Linked DNA regions of Sus scrofa: region 1 is linked to region 2. Evidence: chromatin contacts called from public HiChIP or PLAC-seq data. All regions are on one chromosome and are shown on one strand. The core of a region is the stretch at or near the end of the contact, and the rest is flanking DNA. Distances in the headings are between cores, read along the strand shown. Region 1 holds the start of FRAT2 (GSK-3-binding protein FRAT2). Region 2 overlaps ARHGAP19 (a long non-coding RNA gene).

Region 1 (6,648 bases), core at 3,215-5,714, 43 kb before region 2:
CCCCTAGCCTAGGAACCTCTCCATACACCTTGAGTGTGGCCCTAAAAAGCAAGCTGTGGCTTGCTGTGTGATCTCAGTTCCCAGACCAGGGGTTGAATCTGAATCCTAACCAGACCACGAAGGAACTTCCTTGTCTATTTTAATAGCATTCTTGTGGGTGTGTACTGGAATCTCATAACAAAGCAAATTTGATCCCTGGCCTCACTCAGTTTGGAGGAAAGCACCGAACATAGCCAGAGCAGCAGCAGCTCCGGGGAGTTACTCATTGATGTATCTCCTGCCTTGGCTCTTCCTCCACAGCCAGCCTTCTCCAGGCTGAAGGTTGCATGGGCTTGGGCAGGCTCAGAGCTCTCATTTAAGCCCTGGCTGAGCCAGAAAAGTCGGTTCTGGTTAAAAGGGTTTTATGTTATTTTTGTTTGTTCTTCGTGTTTTTTTTTTTTTTAAGGGCCACACCCATGGCATACGGAAATTCCCAGGCTAGGGGTTGAATTGGAACTACAGCTGCCGGCCTATACCACAGCTACAGCAATGCAGGATCCGAGCTACGTCTGTGACCTATACCACAGCTCATGGCAACGCCAGATCCTTAACCCACTGAGCAAGGCCGGGGATTGAACCCGCATCCTCATGGTTCCTAGTCAGATTCGATTCTGCTGCACTACAACAGGAACGCCTCGTGTTGGATTTTTTAACCTTTTTACAGCCACACCTGCGATACCACCATAATTAATATATGGTGTGTGGGTTTAGTTTGTTTTATTGCTTTGATGTCCAGTGTTGAGTTTCAGACCTGTATAGATGTGTGCGACCATCACCACAGTCAGGATACTGAATAGTTCCATCGAGCCCCCAAGTTCCCCTGTGCTTCCCCTGGTAGTTACAGCCTCCCTTCCACCACCTGACCCTCTAGCAATCCTTGATCTGTTACCTGAATCTACAGTTTTGTCTCAGATAATTTCAAATCATGATTATCTAGGTAGTTAGTAATTTTATTAAAAATAACCCCTTTCCTGGAGTTCCCTGGTGACTCAGTGGCGTGGATTCCATCCCTGGCCAGGGAACTTTCACATGCCAGAAACAAAACAAAAAACATTGTCTCTGCAGCAGCGTGGATCGCTGCTGAGGGGAGGGTTCAATCCCTGCCCCAAGGACTTCCCTATGCAGGTGCAGCCAAAAAAAGAATTTGGGAAAACTTTATCATATGACCTTGGGGATGACACTGGATTTAAGCTCTAAGAAGTAGACATAGTCTTAGTGATGTTTCAGCCTTAAAAAAAGGCAAATTCTTATGTAATAAAACGATTTTGTAAAGAAGCGATCACCCTTCATTTTCCAGATTCGGGATCTGAGGCACAGAAGGATGAAGTCGATGGATGCAAGTGGGATTCCAAACCTAGAGTTCATCTCTCCTCACCCTTGCTGGTGTCTCTGAGTGCAGGTTACTGAAAGCAAAGTCTACGTGGAAAGCAAACTTCAAGGCAGTCTAAACGATTGCCGACAATCCTTGAATTCTGTGTCCCTCCACGGGGGATGCCGAATACCCTCCACGTCTCTTTCCAGGCGGGCAGCCAGCATGCCAGGCACACAGCTCTCATTGCTTCCCTTTCTGATACCCTCTCATTACTTTTAATTGCTTCTGAGCCTCTCTAGCATCTTGTACTTTGATTCCTAATCCAGGGCATTTCTCTGCCTCCCACTGGTCCAGCACAGCACTTCCCCCTCTCAGTGCCCTCCAGAGAAGTGTCCCCAGAAAATGGAGTTGGTCTTCTGTAATGAATTCATCTCTATAATGAACAGTATAATATCCAAGTCCCGGCATATTTACAGAGCAATCTCCACACAAAAGCAACATTACAAAGGGAAGATTTTTTTTTTTTTTTTTTTTTAAAGAATGCCATCTCAAAGCTCCGTTTCCTATAGTACTAAGAACACGATGGGAATTACTCTGACAAGAAGACAAAAAACGACTTCCAGGGATGCAGGGTTAGAGACAATAGCTACACCAGCCCCATTAATGTTTAAAGTCAATGGAGCATAAAACTGCTTTTCTCTACTTACAGGCAGGCATCATCTTACAGAGAGGAGGGGAAAAAAATTACCATTTAACTCTGCTGAAATCCATAAGCCCTCCCCTAATTTTCATTCCCCTTGAAATTCTCCAGTAAGTACCATCAGAATGAAAATGAGAATCACTCTCTCTGGGGGTAATGGCTTCCAGTCCTCGTCAGCAAAGTGTGTGAAGAGCCCTCTACAGAGATGGAGGAGGAAGGCGGCCTCTAGGGAAAGGATCTGTCACCCAAACCTGCAGAACTAGTTGTGGGGGGGGTGGTCACACCTTGGGATGTGGGAGCCTTTGGGTTGACTTCAAGAAGGCCTTAAACAATCCCAGGTCAGGGCAGAATTCAGGGACCAGGCAAGTTCAAGGAAGGAATGCCTCGGGGGTACGTTTTACTCAGTGGGCTGCAAAGGGGAAACTTCATCATTAATATATTAGCTGTTTCCCTGAGGGAATCGCTGGAATTGAGCCAGGCCTCTGTTCGTAAACCCCTGGACCTAATCCCACATTACATTTGTGTAATGCCTGACAAAGCCTGTTCCCATTATCTCATTTGATCCTGAAAACAATCCTCAGAGGGAGGCAGGGCAGGGATTATTTTTTCCATTTTACAAGTGTCTTCACTTGTAAACTGATTTGCTAGGAGCCACACACCCAGACAGGGCAGGCATGAGACTTGAATCTCTTTAGGTCTTTGTACAACCTGTTCAGGGTTCTTCTGACTACGAACAACAGGCTGATCAAAATATTCCCAGCCCCACCCAGTCCTTACAACCGCCGGCTTAACAGCAGCTGGGATTTCATCAGGACGGAGCTGGGGTTTATAGGTCCCACACAGCTCTGCCCTAATGAAGATATACAGCCCTGTCTGACAAGCCCCGGGGGGGGGGGGGGAAGAAATCATACTGTCTCCCTGCACCAATGACCAAAATTAATCCAGATAGGTTTGGGAAAAAAATCAAGGCACTAGAAAAATCTAAAAAACTAGTACTAAATAGGAGTTCCCCTCGTGTGGCGCAGTGGAAACGAATCCAACTAGTATCCATGAGGATGGGGGTTCAATCCCTATCCTTGCTGGGTAGTTTGGGTGTCTGGTGTTGCGCTGACCTGTGGTGTGGGTCACAGCAGGCTCAGATCCTGCTTTGCTGTGGCTGTGGTGTAGGCTGGCTGCTGCAGCTGATTCAACCCCTAGCTTGGGAAACTCCAACCTTCAAGTGCCGAGGGTTTGGCCCTAAAAAGCCAAAAAAAAAAAATACTGCACAGGGCCAAGAAAATAACCACATTAAAATATGAAAGAAAAAAGTTAACTTCTGTTATGTAGAAGAGTCATGAAAATACATAAAAACGCAATAGGAAAAACTCAGAACTACTCACAAAAAAAGGAAGTACAGTTGGTTAACAAATATTTAAAAACTGCTCTAAGTCAAAAAATTAATGCTGAAAGGAGTTATCCATTTCATCTATGAAATTAGCCAAAAAAATAACTATAATATTCAAGAACTAGTGAAGATGTAATGAATAATGTAAGCTCACACATTGATGATGGGAGAGTAAATTTACCCAACTGTTGGAAAGCATTTTGGTACTTTTGTCAGAAACCTTAAAATATCCATATTTTTGACCTGAATTTCCATTCTGGGAATATGTTCTTAGGAAAGAATCAACATGGAAAAAGTTTTACACACAAAAATATTAGTCACACAGTTATTTGCAACGGCGACATTAGGTAAATAGCAAATGTGAAAAGAGAATTGTTCAATAACTTATGGGACAGCCACTTGACGGAAACCTTGGTAATCATTTTATATTCTCGAAGATGCATGCAATAACACCGTGTATGGCATATTTTAAGCGGAAAAGTCTATAACCAACGCACGGCTGTTTGTAAAACAATTTTATAGAAAAGGCCTGGAGAAGAAAAAATTTGTATCTGTGAACCATGTTGGAGTCCTATATTAGAGAGATTTTTTTCATCGCCCTATGTTTCTATTTGAATCTTTTTTTTTTTTTTTTAATGAACAAAGTCAACTCTTCTTTAACCATGCGGCGGCGTGTCCTTCTCCGCGCCGGGCCAGAGGGCTTGAGGACAGAGCAGAGCCAAGGCTCAGAGACCCCGTCTCGGCTTGATTCCGCCTTTCTCGGCGATGTTCGCTTCCCCACCCTTAGTTCCCCCAGCCCCACCCTTCCCAAGCCGCCCCTGACCCGGGGCTCGCCCCTCCCCTCCTCCTCCTCTCCGGGTCCCGACGACTGCGGGTGCGCGGAGGAGGAGCAGGGCGGGTTCAAGCCGTGCTGACACGTGGGGAGGGAGGAAACGTCGGAGGAGGAGGGGTTGGGTGTGTGGGTGGGTGTGTCTGCGAGTGGGAGAGTCCAATCCAGGCCACCTTAGAGTCTCCATTTTCTTGTGCTGCTGACTGGGCCGGGGAAGTAGGAAGATCTCCCCACTCCCAGGATCTCCTCCTAGGCAGACACCAAGTGTAGAAAAAAGAAAGCTTTGGCCGCGGCCCTGGGCTGCGGGCGAGGACTCTCGCGGAGCCGCCTCCTCGCGGGTCCCCCAGCCCGGGCAAGGTGGTAGAGCCCGGCGGCTACGTCACCCATTGTTTACAAATCAACTCCAGCCGGTAGGATTCCGGCTCCCCTCTGCTGCAGGCGCGCGCGGCGCGAGTCTCTCGCGGGCTCCGGCTTCCGCGTCCTCCCCGGCCCCGGCTTGGGCGGCCTCAGCCCCGCACCCGGCTCCGCAGCGGCCTTCCGAGCCCCGCGGGCGGCCGAGCTGCCAGAGACTCCGGCAGAGCTCCGGGTGCCGGCGAGGGGGGCCATGCCGTGCTGGAGGGAGGAGGAAGTGGAAGCCGGCGAGGAAGAGGAGGAGGAAGACAGCTTCCTCCTGCTGGAACAGTCGGTGACGCTGGGCGGCTCCGGCGAGGTGGACCGGCTGGTAGCCCAGATCGGCGAGACGCTGCAGTTGGACGCGGCACAGGACCGCCCTGTGTCCCCGTGCGCGCTCCCGGGACCGCCGCTGCAGCCCCCGCGGCCGCCGGCAGCAGTGCTAGCGGAAAAGGCCCGGGCCCCAGCTCTGCCGCTGCTTCTGCCGCCCGGGTCTGCGGAGGCTAGGGGTCCCGGGCCCCTAGGGGCTCTGCGCTGCCCCTTCGGGGATCGCGGCCGCGTGCGGAACCGGACTGCGCCCTACTTTGTGGCCGAGCTTGCCGCAGGCCCCAACGCCCTGCCTGGGCCGTGCCGGCGTGGATGGCTTCGGAGCGCTGTCGCCTCCCGCCGCCTGCAACAGCGCCCATGGCCCCCAGCTGGGGCGCGCGCCAACGACGACGACCCGCACCGACTCCTGCAGCAGTTGGTGCTTTCGGGGAACCTCATCAAGGAGGCCGTGCGGAGGCTCCAGCGAGCGGTCGCAGCGGTTGCAGCCACAGGCCCCACGGGCGGCCCCGGAGCTGGGAGCAGCTGTAGCAGACCGGACCCTGTCGCTCTGCAGCCCTCCGGCGCCTTGCACTGACCCAGGGCCCTTGGAGGAGGAAGACGAAGCCGGTTCGCAGACCCAACAGCGTCCTCCCTTCTTCACCAGCCCTGAGTTGCAGCCGCGGTTGCCGTTCTGCGAGCGACCGCCTAGGCTGCAGGGAGGCGTGTGGGGAGACACTTCAAGCCTAGAAGTTACCCGCCCCGGCAAAGCGGTCGGAGAGAAACTGGAGCGAGGAGAAATGCACCGGCCAGGGCGCGGCCGTGTCCGGTGAGAATTTCCCCGGCCACTTCGGAGACAGGACTTGGGATGAACTAGGAGAACTGTGGCAGCTATTTGCATCAACTTGTACCTGACTTAACCCTTGGGGAAGTCGTGTGCTTGGATTGTTTAAAAATACGGCTCCGAGAATCGTGGGGTCTTTATAACAATACTTGAAAACTGATGACACGAATACATTTTATTTTCTGGTGGAGGAGCTTAGTGAAAATGGTGCTACAATTGCTGTGCAAAGAAATTCCGGAGGGAAGAAGAATGTAAAAGCTTGGTGGTGGGTGGGTTGGCATCACCCCCCTGTTCTCCCAACTCATCCGTGGCTGGTGGAAGTGGGAGATGTGAATTCCACTTGTCGGGGTGGGGAGGTGAAGAACTTTGAAGGTGGGTGGAGTTGGTTGTGGACTTTTAAATGACTTGACCTTGCCACCTGTAATTCAAGGTCATAGTGTGCTGTAGGTGGAAGGCTGTGGGGTTCCTGGGAGAACTAACTCACCCTTGTGTTTTTGCTTTTGCTCGGAGAAGAGCCCTGTCTGTGCTTTGCTACCTCTTGGAGTCTCCCAAGGACACACAAGTGGAGAGGGAAGTGTGAGGAGAATGGATTTGTTTTTTTTCTGAGCTGTCTTTCTAACGCCTCCTCGCCCCGTGAGGCTAGTCTTGGCCATGCCATGAGCTTTCTCAGAAACAGGCATAAACAATCTTTGAGCCTCTCCTATACTCCCAGCTGGCTTTCTTATTCCACCCTTTCTGATGTCTGCTTGGGGCGAATGAGACCCTGGATGTTTTTCTGCTCTATTCTGGCCCTTTGGAGCCGTGGACCTGAGCCTCCATGAGTCTTCACCCCTCAGTTTCCTCCTGC
Region 2 (6,346 bases), core at 2,820-5,319:
ACACCCAAAAGGATGAAAGTCGACAAGTTAAATATATGTTAATAAACCTGAGTTATTTGTACTCTGGAAGAATAATTAGCGTTCTTGACTGAGAACTTTCCATTGTCATTCCATAGGGCAAAATCTTAGGTTTCCAGAATGTTTAGGTTAAAAGGGTAAGGAATCAGAAATTCCTTCATCTGCCAGTGTAACTCAGATCTAGTTGCTCTAGAAGTCTGAAATCACTTCAAGTTGGGATCAAATATAGGGGTCAAATATATTTTTGCAGACTATTGGAGTCTATAAATTAGTGATAAGAGGTCCCTATTATAAAATCTTAGACAGCTACTCTTTTTTAAAATTTTATAATGATTTTTATTTTTTTCCATTATAGCTGGTTTACAGTGTTCTATCAATTTTCTACTGTACAGCAAGGTGACCCAGTTACACATACATGTATTCATTCCTTTTTCTCAGATTATCATGCTCCATCATAAGTGGCTAGATATAGTTCCCAGTTCTGTACAGCAGAATCTCATTGCTTAACCATTCCAAAGGCAATAGTTTGCTTCTATTAACCCCAAATTCCAATCCATTCCACTCCCTCCCTCTCCCCCTTGGTAACCACAAGTCTGTTCTCCATGTCCATGATTTTCTTTTTTGTAGAAAGGTTCATCTGTGCCATATATTAGATTCCAGATATAAGTGATATAATATGGTATTTGTCTTTCTCTTTCTGACTTACTTCACTTAGTATGAGAGTCTCTAGTTCCATCCATGTTGCTGCAAAGGGCATTATTGTGTCCTTTTTATGGTTGAGTAGTATTTCACTGTGTATATATATCACATCTTCTTCTTTATTTTTTTTTGTCTTTTTGCCTTTTCTAGGGCTGCTTCCCCCTGCATATGGGGGTTTCCAGCCTAGGGGTCTAATCAGAGCTGCAGCCGCTGGCCCACGCCACAGTCACAGCAATGCAAGATCCAAGCCGTGTCTGCAACCTACTCCACAGCTCACAGCAATGCTGGATCCTTAACCCACTGAGCGAGGCCAGGGATCGAACGCACAACCTCATGGTTCCTAGTCAGATTCGTTAACCACTGCGCCATGATGGGAACTCCGATATCACATCTTCTTAATCCATTCATCTTTTGATGGACATTTAGGTTGTTTCCATGTCTTGGCTATTGTGAATAGTGCTGCGATGAACATACAGGTGCATGCGTCTTTTTCAAGGAAAGTTTTGTCTGGATATATGCCCAAGAGTGGCATATGGGTCATATGGTAGGTCATATGGTAGTTCTATGTATAGTTTTCTAAGGTACCTCCATACTGTTTTCCATAGTGGTTGTACCAATTTACATTCTCACCAACAGTGCAGGAGGGTTCCCTTTTCTCCACATCCTCTTCAGCATTTGTTATTTGTGGACTTATTAATGATGGCCATTCTGACTGGTGTGAGGTGGTACCTCATAGTAGTTTTGATTTGCATTTCTCTAATAATCAGTGATGTTGAGCATTTTGTCATGTGCTTGTTGGCCATCAGTATATCTTCTTTGGAGAAATGTCTCTTCAAGGTCTTTTGCTCATTTTTCAATTGGGTTGTTGGCTTTATTGCTGTTGAGTTGTATAAATTGTATATTTTAGAGATGAAGCCCTTGTCAGTTGCATCATTTGAAACTGTTTTCTCCCATTCTGTAAGTTGTTTTTTTTTTTTTTTTTTATGGTTTCTTTTTCTGTGCAAAATCTTGTCAATTTGAATAGGTCCCATTGGTTTATTTTTGCTTTTATTTCTGTTGGTTTGGGAGACTGACCTGAGAAAACATTTGTAAGGCTGGTGTCAGAGAATGTTTTGCCTGTGTTCCCTTCTAGGAGTTTTATGGTGTCTTGTCTTACATTTAAGTCTTTAAGCCATTTTGAGTTTATTTTTGTGCATGGTGTGAGGGCGTGTTACAGTTTCATTGATTTACATGTGGCTGTCCAGTTTTCCCAGCACTGCTTGCTGAAAAGATTGTCTTTTTTTCTGTTTTATATTCTTGCCTCCTTTGTTGAAGATTAATTGATCATAGGTTCCTGGGTTTATTTCTGCATTCTCTATTCTGTTCTGTTGGTCTGTATGTCTGTTTTGGTACCAGTACCACACTGTCTTGATGACTGTGGCTTTGTAATAGTGCCTGAAGTCTAGGAGAGTTATGCTTCCTGCTTGGTTTTTGTTCCTCAGCATTGTTTTGGAAATTCTGGGTCTTTTGTGGTTTCATATAAATTTTCGGATTGTTTGTTCTAGTTCTGTGAAAAATGTCATGGGTAATTTGATAGGGATTGCATTGAATTTGTGGATTGCTTTGGGTAGTATGGCCATTTTTACAATATTAATTTTTCCAACCCAGGAGCATGGAATATCTTTCCATTTCTTTGAATCCTTTTTAATTTCCTTGATTAATGTTTTATACTTCTCAGCATATGTCTTTCACCTCCTTGGTCAGGTGTATTCCCAGGTATTTGATTTTTTTAGGGTGCAATTTTAAAAGGCTTTATATTTTTGTATTCCTTTTCTAATATTTCATTGTTAGTATACAGAAATGCGACCAATTTCTGAATGTTAATTTTATATCCTGCTACTTTGCTGAATTCGTTGATCAGTTCAAGTAGTTTTTGGGTTGAGTCCTTAGGGTTTTCTATATATAGTATAATGTCATCTGCATATAGTGTCAGTTTTACCTGTTCTCTTCCAATTTGGATATGTTTTATTTCTTTTGTTTGTCTGATTGCTGTGGCTAGGGCTTCCAATACTATGTTGAATAACAGTGACGATAGTGGGCATCCTTGTCTTGTTCCAGATTTAGTGGGAAGCCTTTCAGATTTTCTCCATTGAGTATTGTAGTTGCTGTGGGTTTGTCATAAATGGCTTTATGTTAAGGTATGTTCCCTCTATACCCACTTTGGTAAGCATTTTTATCATGAGTGGATATTGGACTTTGTCAAATGCTTTTTCTGCATCTTTTGAGATGATCATGTGGGTTTTGACTTTTCTTTTATTCATTATGTATGACGTTGATTTATTTATTTATTTATTTATTTATTTATGTCTTTTTGCTATTTCTTGGGCCGCTCCCACGGCATATGGAGGTTCCCAGGCTAGGGGTCTAATTGGAGCTGCAGCCACTGGCCTACGCCAGAGCCACAGCAACGCGGGATCCGAGCCGCGTCTGCAACCTACACCACAGCTCAGGGCAACGCGGGATCGTTAACCCACTGAGCAAGGGCAGGGACTGAACCCGCAACCTCATGGTTCCTAGTCGGATTCGTCAGCCACTGCGCCACGACGGGAACTCCAGACGTTGATTTATTTGTGTATGTCGAACCGTACTTGTGAACCTAAGATGAATCCCACTTGGTTGTGGTGTATGATCTTTTTTATATGTTGTTGGATTCGCTTGGCTAAAATTTTTTTTTTTTTTTAATTTTTTTTTTCTTTTTTTTTTTTTTTTGTCTTTTTGCTATTTAACCCACTGAGCAAGGGCAGGGACCGAACCCTCGACCTCATGGTTCCTAGTCGGATTCGTTAACCACTGCGCCATGACGGGAACTCCTTGGCTAAAATTTTGTTGAGAATTTTTGCATCTATATTCATCAAAGATAATTGGCCTATAGTTTTCTTTTTTGGGTGTATCTTCATCTGGTTTTGGTATTAGGGTGATGTGGACAGCTACTCTTACGGACAGAGCATTTCAAAACTTTTGTTAGAAATTGAATATTATTTCCTGAAAAACTGTGGTACAACTTAACTTTAAAACTGTTTCATGTATAAAAAACCTGCCAGCTTGGGCACATGGAGCCTGCTTTATTTTTTCTTTCTATGTACAGAATTCATAATACCAGTGTAACTTTGACTTGGAGAAAAAGTGAAGAATAACAGCCTCTTATTTATTACTTGTATGTATTAATATGCAATAGCTCTCCAATAAAGTGAAACGTTTTAAAGCCATGTTTCAGAGCCAGAAGGTTGAAAAGGCAGTAAGAGAGTGCATACTTCTCTCAGGGTGGTAAGTCAGGTTTAGACAACTTTAAATATAGCTCATATTTTGATAGATGTTGCCAAGATTGTGGTTCTTGGAGAACAAATCAAGTTAAGCAATTCACTAGGGAGGAAACATTTAGTTTTGTGGGTATGCAATTTTGATAGTAGTCAGCCAAAAGATACATCTGCAGGATATAGTTATTTTTTTCCCTACTGCCTTGAATTTTGCAGATTCATGGGTTCAGCATGCCTTAAAAGCACTTGCATTTCATTTTTATGTAATTGATTTTTCAGCTGTGGATTTTGTTTCCAGTCCTTTCACTAAGCATATCACCTTACATGTAGAGTTCCATCTAGTGGTAAAAGTAATCATTGCAGACTATAGTAATAAAAAATAATCCTTTTTGAGGGATACATTTTGCCTCTTATTACTCTTTGGGGTATTTGCCTAGCATATGCATTTAAATACTGGAGTCCTTGCTATCGCTAAGTGCCCATGTACCTAACTACTAATTCTCCTGGTTCTGGCCATCTGTGCAGAAACCTTTTTTTTTTTTTTCTCTCCCCCTCTTTTTCCCTTTTCTAGGGCTGCACCCATGGTATATGGAGGTTTCCAGGCTAGGGGTCTAATAGGAGCTGTAGCCACTGGCCTATGCCACAGCCTCAGCAGTGCTGAATCCAAGCTGCGTCTGCGACCTACACAACCATTTGTTAATCACTGAGCTGTGACAGGAACTCCTATGGAGAAAGCTTTATGATGAGGAAATTAATCTTTTGTATATACTTTACTTTGATTTTCTTTTCTTTTCTTTGCTACACCTGTGGCATATGGAAGTTCTCAGGCTAGGGGTTGAATTGGAGCTGCAGCTGCTGGCCTACACCACAGCCATAGCAAAACAGATCCAAGCCACCCCGTGACCTGCACTGCAGCTTGCGGCGATGCGGAATCCTTAACCTACTGAACACGGCCAGGGATCGAATCCCCATCCTCACAGAGACAATCTTGGGTCCTTAACCTGCTGAGCCACAACAACAGAAACTCCTACTTTGATTTTCTATGATATTTACATCAATTTGTAGCAAGATTTAAGTCAAAACTACTTGGTTTCTTAAAAAAACTTGTCGTGATGGAGTTCCCGTTGTGGTGCAGTGGTTATTGAATCCGACTAGGAATCATGAGGTTGTGGGTTCGCTCAATGGGTTAAGGATCCGGCATTGCCATGAGCTGTGGTGTAGGTCGCAGACACAGCTCGGATCCCAAGTTGCTGTGGCTGTGGTGCAGGCCGGTGGCTACAGCTCCAATTAGACCCCTAGCCTGGGAACCTCCATATGCTATGGATGCGGCCCTAGAAAAACAAAAAGACAAAAAAAAAAAAAAATTGTCATGAGAGATGTTGGTTATACATATAAGTATGTAGAATAATATAATCCATACTCTTTCATGCACCTTCTGCAAATCTTAACGTTTTCCATTTTTACTTCTAACGAATCACTCCCTTTTCCTCATAGCTTAATAGTTTATCATAAAACATTGCTTGTACCCTAGAAACTCCCCTTATGCCCTCTTGCCTCTTCATAATCACTAATTCCCAAGGGTTACCATTATCCCTAATGGTAAATACATCTCTGATTCTCTACCATTTTGCCACTTAAGCAAGTACAGCTATTCCTCGATTTACAATGGAATTGAAAATGCATTTAATACACCTAACACTGAACACCATAGGTTAGCCTAACCTATTTTAAACATGCTCAGACCACTTCCATTAGCATATAAAAATCATTTAGTCAAAACTGTTTAACTCAAATCCTAGTTTGTAATAAAGTGGTGAATATCTCATGTACTTTGTTGAATATGGTACTGAAAGTAAAAAAAAGAATGGTTGTCTGGGTACAGGATGGTTGTAAGTATATCGGTTTACCCTCATGACCTTGTGGCTGCCTGGGAGCTATGGCTCGTTATTGTTGCCCAGCATCATGACTGCGTCTTGGACTATATGTCACTAGCCTGGGAAAAGATCAAAATTCAAAAAAAATTTTTTTTTTCCATTTCTAGGGCCGCTCTCGCGGCATGTGGAGGTTCCCAGGCTAGGGGTTGAATCGGAGCTGTAGCCACCGGCCTACGCCAGAGCCACAGCAATGCAGGATCCGAGCCGCGTCTGCAACCTACACCACAGCTCACGGCAACGCCGGATCGTTAACCCACTGAGCAAGGGCAGGGATCGAACCCGCAACCTCATGGTTCCTAGTTGGATTCATTAACCACTGCGCCACGACGGGAACTCCAACGTTGAAAAATTTTAAATTGAACCATTGTAAGTTGGAGACTGTATCTCTAAACTGTTTTTGAA

What was found. HiChIP or PLAC-seq counts read pairs in DNA pulled down with a chosen protein or histone mark.
Region 1: an H3K27ac HiChIP or PLAC-seq map of skeletal muscle shows a contact between it and region 2. The contact joins the promoter of FRAT2 here to the enhancer-like site in region 2. A contact is called at or near these places in 2 of 5 promoter capture datasets (fetal liver and liver), 23 of 47 Hi-C or Micro-C datasets (alveolar macrophages, blood, embryonic fibroblasts and 11 more) and 2 of 2 datasets of contacts at active chromatin or transcription factors (alveolar macrophages and skeletal muscle).

What each region holds. Positions count from the first base shown.
Region 1 is chr14:108,752,970-108,759,617 of Sscrofa11.1, reverse strand. It overlaps FRAT2 (GSK-3-binding protein FRAT2), which reads left to right and starts at 4,464. Exons shown (of 1, transcript XM_021072329.1): 1 at 4,464-6,648. The coding sequence starts at 4,869. The coding sequence ends at 5,555.
Region 2 is chr14:108,710,279-108,716,624 of Sscrofa11.1, reverse strand. All of the region lies in intron 1 of ARHGAP19 (a long non-coding RNA gene), which reads left to right. Among named protein-coding and RNA genes, the nearest start is that of ARHGAP19, 26 kb to the left of the region's middle. Within about 2 kb of position 4,069, at least 2 of the 83 cell types and tissues checked have an H3K27ac peak or open chromatin away from gene starts, as enhancers often do. A contact at or near this core is called in omental adipose tissue and skeletal muscle, where this site is marked.